Linked DNA regions of Mus musculus: region 1 is linked to region 2. The links are chromatin contacts, called in public HiChIP or PLAC-seq maps. All regions are on one chromosome and are shown on one strand. Each heading gives the region's core, a stretch centred on a gene start, on an enhancer-like site or on the middle of the called end of the contact. The rest is flanking DNA. Distances are from core to core; before and after follow the strand shown. Region 1 overlaps Gm32633 (predicted gene, 32633). Region 2 has its middle 36 kb from the start of Gm39023.

The links. HiChIP or PLAC-seq counts read pairs in DNA pulled down with a chosen protein or histone mark.
Region 1: a contact with region 2 is called in an H3K27ac HiChIP or PLAC-seq map of regulatory T cells, with 2.3 times the contacts expected there. The contact joins two enhancer-like sites. A contact is called at or near these places in 2 of 484 Hi-C or Micro-C datasets (bone marrow-derived macrophages and long-term hematopoietic stem cells) and 2 of 115 datasets of contacts at active chromatin or transcription factors (embryonic stem cells and regulatory T cells).

The regions. Positions count from the first base shown.
Region 1 is chr7:64,008,975-64,014,362 of GRCm38.p6, forward strand. Gm32633 (predicted gene, 32633) reads left to right here. Exons shown (of 6, transcript NR_169109.1): 4 at 2,675-2,807. Among named protein-coding and RNA genes, the nearest start is that of Gm32633, 25 kb to the left of the region's middle. Within about 2 kb of position 2,982, at least 172 of the 459 cell types and tissues checked have an H3K27ac peak or open chromatin away from gene starts, as enhancers often do. A contact at or near this core is called in bone marrow-derived macrophages, long-term hematopoietic stem cells and regulatory T cells, where this site is marked.
Region 2 is chr7:63,814,044-63,818,821 of GRCm38.p6, forward strand. No RefSeq gene overlaps it. Among named protein-coding and RNA genes, the nearest start is that of Gm39023, 36 kb to the right of the region's middle. Within about 2 kb of position 2,413, at least 138 of the 459 cell types and tissues checked have an H3K27ac peak or open chromatin away from gene starts, as enhancers often do. A contact at or near this core is called in bone marrow-derived macrophages, long-term hematopoietic stem cells and regulatory T cells, where this site is marked.

The DNA of each region.
Region 1 (5,388 bases), core at 1,732-4,231, 200 kb after region 2:
CAATTTCTAAAGATACAAGTATTTGTTTACTCTATTATTATTGATAGGTACTTATGTAATCCCTAGTGTTTTGGCTATTAAAGCAATGCTGTGGTCATTCTAGGGTGTCTTTCATGGGATGTAGAGTGTGTAGACCCCATGAGAGGAATTTCTGGGTCATAGCTTTAGAGACAAGTCTGTTCCTTAGAGTGATGGTATCCAGCGGCCCACGTCAACAGTGTGTGGGTTCTGGTTTTTCTTTTTCCCCAGCAAAGCTTGGGATTTATTCTTTCACTCCAGTGGCTGTGATGTCACAGTGAAGGCCTTTCCTCTCCCCTTTCCTCTCCTCTCCCTCTCTATTTCTTTTCCTTATTTCTTCCCCTTCTCTTCTCCTCCTTTCTCCTTCTCCTTCTGTTTTTAGCTATCAGCTTTATTGTGATACAATTTGTCTGTCTAAGAATATTCAGTTCATTTGAACATTCTGACAGAGCTGAGTGATCATCACCAGTCACTGAGTCCTGACTTAAGGTTTTACTGCTGTGAACAGATGCCATGACCAAGGCAACTCTATTTTTTTTTTTTAAGATTTATTTATTTATTATTATATGTAAGTACACTGTTGCTTTCTTCCGACACGCTAGAAGAGGGAGTCAGATCTCATTACAGATGGTTGTGAGCCACCATGTGGTTGCTGGGATTTGAACTCAGGGCCTTTGGAAGAGCAGTCAGTGCTCTTAACCGCTGAGCCATCTCACCAGCCCCCCCCAAGGCAACTCTTATAAGGACAACATTTAATTGGGGCTGGCTTACAGGTTCAGAGGTTCAGTCCATTATTATCAAGGTAGGAAGCATGGCAGCATCCCGGTAGGCATGGTGCAGGAGGAGCTGAGAGTTTTGAAGGCTGCTAGTGGAAGACTCCATTCCAGGCAACTAGGATAAGGATCTTAAAGCCCACACCCACAGTGCCACACCTACTTCATTCTAATAGTGCCACTCCCTGGGCTGAGCATATACAAAGCATCACAAAGTCCCCAAAGAAACACATAACCTTTGGCTAGTACACCCATATCCTTCTTTTTTTTTTTTTTTAAGATTTATTTATTTATTATATGTAAGTACTCTGTAGCTGTCCTCAGATACTCCAGAAGAGGGCATCAGATTTCGTTATGGATGGTTGTGAGCCACCATGTGGTTGCTGGGATTTGACCTTTGGAAGAACAGTCGCTCTTAACCATTGAGCCATCTCACCAGCCCTCCACCCACATCCTTTTTAACCCCAGTACTGGACAACTATAGACCTACTCTGTATCTCATATGAATTTTTCTCTTCAAAGACTTTTATATGTATGGAATCAGATAATATATGGTCTTCTGTGACTGGCTTCTTTCAATGACAAGTCTCCTTCATTCTCCATTCAAATATGGACATGTATCCCTGAATAGATGCACACTTTGCTCGTCCCATCATCATTTGAGAGGGCCTCTGAGTTATTTCTACTTTGGACCTCTTATAAACAGTATTGCTGTGAGTACTGGCTGTGTAGGGATTTTTTTTTTTTCATCCATTTTGGATGTACACCTAGGAGCAAAATTGCTGGTCAAGTCCCTAAACTTTTGGATAATTGAAGATTGATTGTTTCCTAAAGATCCATACCAGTTTACACTCTTGCGAGCCATGCCCCAGTCTCTCAGGATCCTTGCCAGCATGTGCTTTTGCCTGACTCTCTTTTCATGAAGTGTTGTGGATGAGATGGTCTCACGATGATACACTGTAGTTTAAATTCTTCCTTGAAGAAATGGGGTTGAGTTCCCTATCAGATTTGTTAGCCATTCAGAGATGTTCTTTCATGAAGTTTCCACTTAAGCCTTTAATGTTTTCTTTCCCCGTTGAAGTATTTGCTTCTCCACTCCCTTTTATGGTTCTGGGCCCAAACCCAAGACTTCATTTATGCCAAGTGAGTGCTTTACCACTCAACTGTGTCCTCAGCTTTTCTACAATCTTCTTATTGATTCTAAAGACCTCTTTACATATTGTAGACATCAGCCCTTTATTTGGATGTGTTTTGTAAATATTCTACACGCCCCCAAGTTGTACATGTATGCATGCCTTCTTCCTTCTCTCCTTCCTTCCATTCTTCTGTCCTTCTTTTCTTCCTTTCTCCCTCCCTCCCTCCCTTTCTCCTTTCCTCCCTCATTCCTTCCCTCCCTTCCTCCTTCCTTTCCTTCTTTCTTGGTCTATATGGTATAGTGGCCCATGCACGCCATATGGAGGCCAGAGGTCAATGTTAGGTGTCTTTCCCTGTAGCTCCTTACTTTGATTTTTGAGATGGCTTCTCTCACTTACCTGTAGTTCACTTTTTCAGATGGACAGACTTCCCAGTAAGCCCAGGGGCTCCATCTGGTTCTGACTCTGACATCTGAGGCCGTGCTACATACACAACCACCAGCCCTGGCTTTTTCTGTGGGAACTGAGGAACTAAACTAAGATCCTCACACAGAGAGCAGGCACTTTATCACCAAGCCTTCTCCCCAGCCTCAGCTTTTAATCTATTAATAAATCTTTAAACATGAGTTTCTAATTTTACTATGGTCACCTCTGTTTGCTTTTCTTTCTTTTCTCCTTTTCTCTCCTTTCCTCCCCTTCCTCACTGTTGCTGTTGCTTTGGTCATTGCCCTCTTTATCTTTCCTTCACAGTTTCTTAGAGGGAAGTCAGAAGTCGCCCACACAATCTTCACAGACACCAGCTTTACCATAACATTTGAATACAGTGGCAACTTCCTGTCCCGAAGCCTCGCCTTTTCTGGTACTTCTGCCCGAGCAACTGTAGGTAATAATCAAAGGACTACCCAGTGCCTCGTTTCCCATGGTCAATGAGTTCATCTCCACGTGCATGGTCAAAGAGGAGAAGAGCGAGCCCAGCCGCAGAGATCCAGCTCTGTGGTCTGTTCCCTGAGTCAGTCAGTATGTGTCTGCTCAGGAAAAACAGTCAGTGCCCGATTGCCTCACATGGGAACTGGCTACAGAGAGAGTGCGGAGGCCGGATGATGAAAGAGTTGCTGAGAGGAGAGGGCTGGAGAAGCAAAGGAAGAAGGCTGTGTGTGTGTGTGTGTGTGTGTGTGTGTGTGTGTGTGTGTGTGTGCTTCTGCTGCTAGGGTAGGAAGAGCACATACCCATGTCTTGGGTAATTGGTGCTACTGCGACAGACTATCTCAGACCCCACCCAGCTTAACTTAACTTATAAACAGCAGGGATTTAACCTGCACACTGCTGGGGCCTGGGGCACTGGTGAGCGATGATTCTACTGTAGGCTTCCTGTTTTGTAGTTGGTGCTTGTCTCAGAGTCTTCGGATGGTGGAAGGGCTGAGGGATCTACCCCCTCCCTTTTATTGTTCTCAGTGTGAATGTGTGCGTGCGTGTTTGTGTCTGTGCCTGTGTGCACGTGGGCACATACGGCACATGGCAGGACATGCCTGGGAAGGTCAGAGGAAAATCACAAATGTGGGTTTTCACTTTGTAGCTTATTTGAGAAAAATTCTTCTCTCCCTGTCTCTATAAAGAATATCTTTCGCTGGGCAGTGGTGGCGCATGACTTTAATCCCAGCACTTGAGAGGCAGAGGCAGGTAGATTTCTGAGTTCGAGGCCAGCCTGGTCTACAGAGTGAGTTCCAGGACAGCCAGGGCTATACAGAGAAACCCTGTCTCGAAAAACCAAAAAAAAAAAAAAAAAAAAAGCAAAAAACCAAAAACCAAAAAACTTTCATCCTTTGAAAATCTGTACATATAAACAATGTGTCTTGATCAGACCCACTCCCAGGTCTTCTTCCCTTCTCTCCCACTTCTACAAGGTACCTCCCAGCATTCCCTTCCTACAGAATGTGCTCTCTTTCTCACTCACTTTTTATACACACACACACACACACTTGCTCACACACACACACACACGATGCACAGTCATATGCACAGACACAGATACACACAGAAACACACACACAGATACACATAGGCACAGATATACATGGACATACACAGACATACACACAGAGATACATACACACAGAGAGAGACACACACAGGCACACATGTACACAGGCACACAGATACATATATACACAGACACATACACACATAGAGATACACACACACACACACAGGCACATACACAAAGATACACACACACACACACACACACACAGAGTTGACTGATCTTGTGCAGATAGCTATCATGGCAGAGAGCTCATAGGTGCAGTGCCATGCTGTGTAGAGATGACAGCACTTCACAGCATACCTCCTTATCTGCTAGCTCTTAGATTCCTTCAACCCCTTCTTTCACAAAGTTCCCTGAGCCTCGGTAGGCAGGGAGTCGCAGGCAGGGAGTCGTTCATGCAGACCTGTCTCACTCAACATTAAGTAATCACTTATTATCAACACTTTGACCAGTTAGGAGTTTTTACGTTAACTCATGACCATAGCAAAGAGAAGTTCCTTTGGCTAAGGTTGTGGGAAGGCAGAATGGATTCATGAGTATAAACATAGTATATATAGGAAGCAATTTTGTAACAGTTCCATTTCAAAAGGCAACAGTATAGTCGATTCTCCTCTTGCGCCTCTGACCTCAGAGCTTTTCGCTAGACTTATAGTACCAGCCATGAATTTCATCCTATGGAGCTGGCTTCAAATCTAACCAGAGAGTTGTTGGTTACCCCATAACCTTCCTCTCACCGTCCTCTGTCCTGCCTGGTCGGATGGTATTGTAGCACGCGGTGTTCGCTCCTGGGTAATACCGCAGATGGATTTTCTTCCCAGTAGCTCCATTGCACTTCGGTCACTGTGACACGTAGGAGGACATTTCCAGCTTGATTTTCAGATGTGTTTCTTTGTCCTTAACTGCTGAATAACCAGACTAGCTGGCCTGAAAGCATCCAGGTATTCCCTCCTATCACCCGATGGGATGCTGGGGGTAAATATGCCCCTTCTATCAGCCCACGGGGTGCTGGGGTTAAATATGCCTTCACTACATCTCCATCTTTTTACATGCTGGGGATTCCAATTCAAATCCTCCTGCTTCCATAGCAAGTCCTTCTACTCAACCAAACTCCTCCCCAGATCCCCTGTAGCCCCTTTCTCAAGGGCGCTATTCTAACTATGGGGGCCCTGCTCCCGGAGGCCTCACCTGCTAATACCACATAGGGGTGAGGATTCTCATTAGGAATTTTGTGTAATGAACAGTCAGACTTGTGCCCCTGAGCCAGAGCCCAGGGTTTGCCCCTGCCAGGGTCTCTTGAAGGAAGCTTCCATTGGGAGAGAAGCTGTACAGTGGTTTTGGATCTAGGAAGAGCTAGGTTCTCAGCCAGGGCAGCAGCTGCTGATGTAGGGCCCCGCCCCCGCCCCCCGCCCCCCATCTCCCCATG
Region 2 (4,778 bases), core at 1,163-3,662:
ATAGCCTGGGCTGTCTGGAACTCACTCCGTAGACCAGGCTGGCCTCAAATTCAGAAACCCACTTGCCTCTGCCTCCCAAGAGCTGGTGGTATTAAAGGCATGTACTACCATCACCAGACTGAAAATATCTACTTGTAAAAGGGCTTAGTCCTCAGGTTCTTTCCTGACAGGCAATGTTGTCACGTGACATGGTATAAAAGGACTCCATGGCCACAGGGCAAGTGGAGCCCCAGGCTATCCTCTCTGGACAGGTTTGTGGTTTTTTCCTAGGAAGTGAATATTTTGCAAGGTCAGAGACTCTTGTCTTCTGCAGGCCCTCTCCCACCTGCACTCCTACCATGTGAAGTTATGGTGAGCAGATGCTCCCAGATGTGAGCAGGCTGCCAGTTGCATGTGGTATCTCCCCACCCTCCATTTAGAAGAAAAAAGACTCAGAAGGGCTAGAGGTGCAATAAGCCATCTCAAAGTCTCGGAGGTGCAATCTCTAGCTATACCTGGGACTTCAGAAATGCTTCATCCATTAAGAAACTCCAATCTAGGACTGGAGAGATGGCTCAGCAGTTAAGAGCACTGACTGCTCTTCCCAGAGGTCCTGAGTTCAAATCCCAGCAACCACATGGTGGCTCACAACCATCTGTAATGAGATCTGATGCCCTCTTCTGGTATGTCTGAAGACAGCTACAGTGTACTTACATATAATAAATAATTAAATAAATCTGAAAGAAAGAAAGGAAGGAAGGAAGGAAGGAAGGAAGGAAGGAAGAAAGAAAGAAAGAAAGAAAGAAAGAAAGAAAGAAAGAAAGAAAGAAAGAAAAAAGAAAGAAAGAAGGAAAGAAGGAAAGAAGGAAAGAAGGAAGGAAGGAGAGAGAGAGAGAGAGAAAGAAAGAAAGAGAGAGAGAGAAAGAAAATCCAGTCTAAGGGCAAGAGGGTGTCCCCCAAGGCTCAGTTCATATGGTACAGCCTGAGGCGAGAGGCTCCTCCCTTCCAGAGTGCTTGTGTTTGACTGGGTGGAGCATAGGTGCACAGGACTAAGTGCTGGGGGCCCTTGAGACCCCACAAGCACAGTGCTTTTGAGACCCCACAAGTGCAATTTGTGGTTTTATTTGCCAGACCTCAGTGTGAGACCCAATCAGAACCGAGTGCTGGTTCAGTGGATGAATGTCAGTAAAAAGGAGAGTGTTTCAGTCAGACAATCTGTAATTCTGTGGGATGGGTGTTGGCTCATGCTAATGATATCAAGTGTACACACACACACACACACACACACACACACACACACACACACACGTGTGCGCACTCACTCAAAAATCACCATACATGAAAAATGTGTGAAGTACAATTAATGTGTTGATTGTCGCCGGGCACGGTGGCATATGCCTTTAATCCCAGCAGTCGGGAGGCAGAGGCAGGTGGATTTCGGAGTTTGAGGCCACCCTGGTCTACAAAGTGAGTTCCAGGACAGCCAGGGCTCTACAGAAAAACCCTATCTTGAAAAATACCCCCCGCCAAAAAATTCTGCTGATTGTCTACCTCCAGCGTAGCCGCACGCACTGCACAGCGATGACTGACTGTTTCCTCTACTGGTCTCTAGTTCTTAGATGTGTCAGCTCAAAGCCGGGGCCCAGCATCATGAAAAGGGATTGTAGTATATACCACTAGCCTGAGAAAAAGTCCAAACTCACTATTCAGTGTATGGTTTCTATTGAATACACACCAATTTCACACTATGGCTTAGTCAAAAAGTCCTGTCAGGCCACTGGCATGTGTATGTACAGACATCTACAGGGACAGACAAACGTGCACACATGCCAACGGAAAGTCATCACCTGTAGGCTGAATACAGATTTTTCTTGAAACTTGTATCATCTTGTAGACCATAACACGTAGTGTGTGTGTGTGTGTGTGTGTGTGTGTGTGTGTGTGTTTATATATGCACATATGTGTATAGGTTTTCCAGGTAACTTGTATTACTTCTGGTGCGTCCGCTGCTGAGCAGCCCTGTTCACTCCAAGAGAAAGAAAATGTTAATAAACCGAAAGCGCCCTGGCTTCTCAGGAAATAAGCTGGCAGGATTTTTAGTAAGAGCAGGATCTGAGCCAGTGTTGAAGGGCCTATGAACTGACTGCCGGAAGGGCTCAGGCGTGGGAGGCAGGAAGTCAGTCTAGCCTCTCTGCCTTTGACGCCCTAAGCAGTTTGGCCTTCTTAAGCAGTTAGTTACCTGTAAAATAATCAGAGCCAGCTCCTGTGACCTGTCTGTGATGAAACTGCCTCATACGAGGATCCAGACGTGACGCCAGGGCTCTTCCTCACTCTCACAGTCAAAAGCTTTCACCTTACACACTAGCCCAAGCTGTTCCCACAACCCTGTGACAAAGTCCCTTTAGCAGCAGCCCCATTCTTGTGCCCTACAACACACCAAAGGACTACCACAGACAAAAACCTTGAAACAAAAAAACACCAGGGCTGAGCCCACCCCCTTAGCATGTATAAGATACACACAGGAAGGAAGTGGCTGGCTGATTCAAGGAGGCAGGGCTACAATGTCTCCAGGAAGGAATATTTTCCAACCAGTTCACCCTGCCTGTGGTTTTGAACAAGATTTCAGACATAGCTCTAGCCAGTCCCCAGCCCCCTGCTGTGTCGCTCCTGGACCCTCCACCAACATGGGCAGCAGCTGCTGTCTAGACACAGCAACAAGGGTGGGTGCCCATGCAGGAAGTCATCCAGCAGGCTGCTCTGCTCAATGGTCTTGGAGTTGGAAGCAAGCAAGAGAGGCACAAGCTGCTTGTGGTGGGAGCAGGAAGGGCCAGGCCCTGCCTGGTGGGCAGGGAAGAGGACATTCCCCCCTGCCTCTTGCTGGGTACTCCCGGAGATGACTCATCAGCAAACCTGTTTTTGGTTTCTGCTCATAACTAGCTCCAGGTCTCAGCAGATCCAGCTCTGAGCTCCAGGGTCTCTCCAAACAGGACCCTCCCTGGATTGGAAGTTTCTTCTCTGTGTCTGTGACTGGGAGGGCTTACAGGAAGGATCCAGTTCTGAGCTCTTCCATCCCCTGCCCTTCTGTGTCCAAAGCTTCCCCTCTGTTAAAGCTCTTGTTGCAGGGTAGGCAAGAACACTGGGGCACTTCCCACTCTGCCATGGACACTGGCACTCTGTCCTTCCTCCCTGTCCTCTGCTCACGTCCTATCTGGTGTCAGCTTTAGCAACTTTCTGGACTCTCCAGATGGAAAGTCCCTCTTTCTTACTGCCTCTAATCTGACACCATAACCAATGGCAACTATGTATCCAGCCATGTGAGTCCAACTGAGTCACTTCAACTTGCTGAGCTTCAGTTCTACATCTGTAGGGTAGGCATGTTGAGAGATGCCAACAGAGATGAAGCAACCATTGTGAAGCAAGGAGCTGAGCACCTAGAGCTGGTCCAGGACCCTGGTAGACACTAACACCAGGGCAGAGGGTGCTGAGTGATCTTTTTTCCAGGCAGTGGCCACTCCCCCCCTTCAATCAGATTAGCCAGTTCCCCCACATCTCCACCCACAGTCTTGCCTGCATATGGTAGGTCTGACATGTAGTTGAGGGCCAGCAGACTCCACGTAGAGGAAGGCAGCCAAAACCCCAGAAGAGCCAACAACCTCTCCCATAGAGAAGAACAGATAGAGAGCAGATGGAGCCTTTACTGTTAGGGGCTGCCTGGGCCAGACACCCATTTCACAGACTACAGGTGCCAGTCAGTGAGGCCCACACAGGAACAGGGCTGGGTCCTCCATAGAGAGCTTACAGCTAAGCTCTCAGAGTGGGTGGCATTGAAGTGCCATTCCCCAGGACAACAAAGCCTGCAGGTAGGGAGGCTTCTTGACTGGTGACAGTCAGAACAGAGCTAGAGGTCATGGACTTGGCCTTGGAACTGAGGAGCTGGAGCCCTTTCTCCTAGACTGTCCTTGCCTCCATGAATGGACAGCAACAGGGTACAAATCTGAAGGCCAGGGAAGGAGAAAACCAGTCCAATGTCCCAGGACTCTATAGGGATCACTCTCAGAGGGTCGTTGTCTTGGCCCATTCCTGGGTGACCAAATTCTCTTGGTGGTTTAAAAATAAAGGTCATATGGACACATCTTTCTATGAGTGGACCCTGACCTGTGACCTTTGGAGACACCAAATCTGGAAAGCACTGGCCACCACCCAGCACCAAGACCCGGTATTCTCTGGAGTTGCCATTTGGACTCTATAGTGGTAGCACCTGTGTTCAGGCAGACTGCAGCCAGCATGCAGGGAGAGGCAGGAGGCCCACGCTGTCCACCAGAATGCTCTACCGCTGTGTCTAGTGGAGTTGCCAAGGTCATTTAAACCTTCCAGGCAGGGTCTCAGGATCAGAGCTATGTAGACATTCAAGCCAGGCCCAAGAGTGATAACTCCCTCTAGTGGGACTAGCCAAGTACAGTGCCAAAGCAGATTCACTGCTCAGAATTCCAAGTCAGAGATCCATTGGATATTTCTGCAGAACCAAGAGTGTGAAGATGCCAGGCCCTGTGCAGACCAGTACACCTGGCCTCGACCTTAGTGGAGTGAATCGATTGCATCTCTGTGTGGCAATCTTGGAGTAAGACTGTTGCTGCCTGAAGCTAGAAACAGTAGGGTTTGGACTTAACCTTCCCTACACAAGCTACACTGATTCAATGTTTCCGGTTGTCATGGCAGACCTTCTACCCTCGGAGTAAGTCCAAGGCCTCAACTTGTACCCAATGCCTGGTAATCCCAGCTGGGAAGAGCTGTGCCCACTG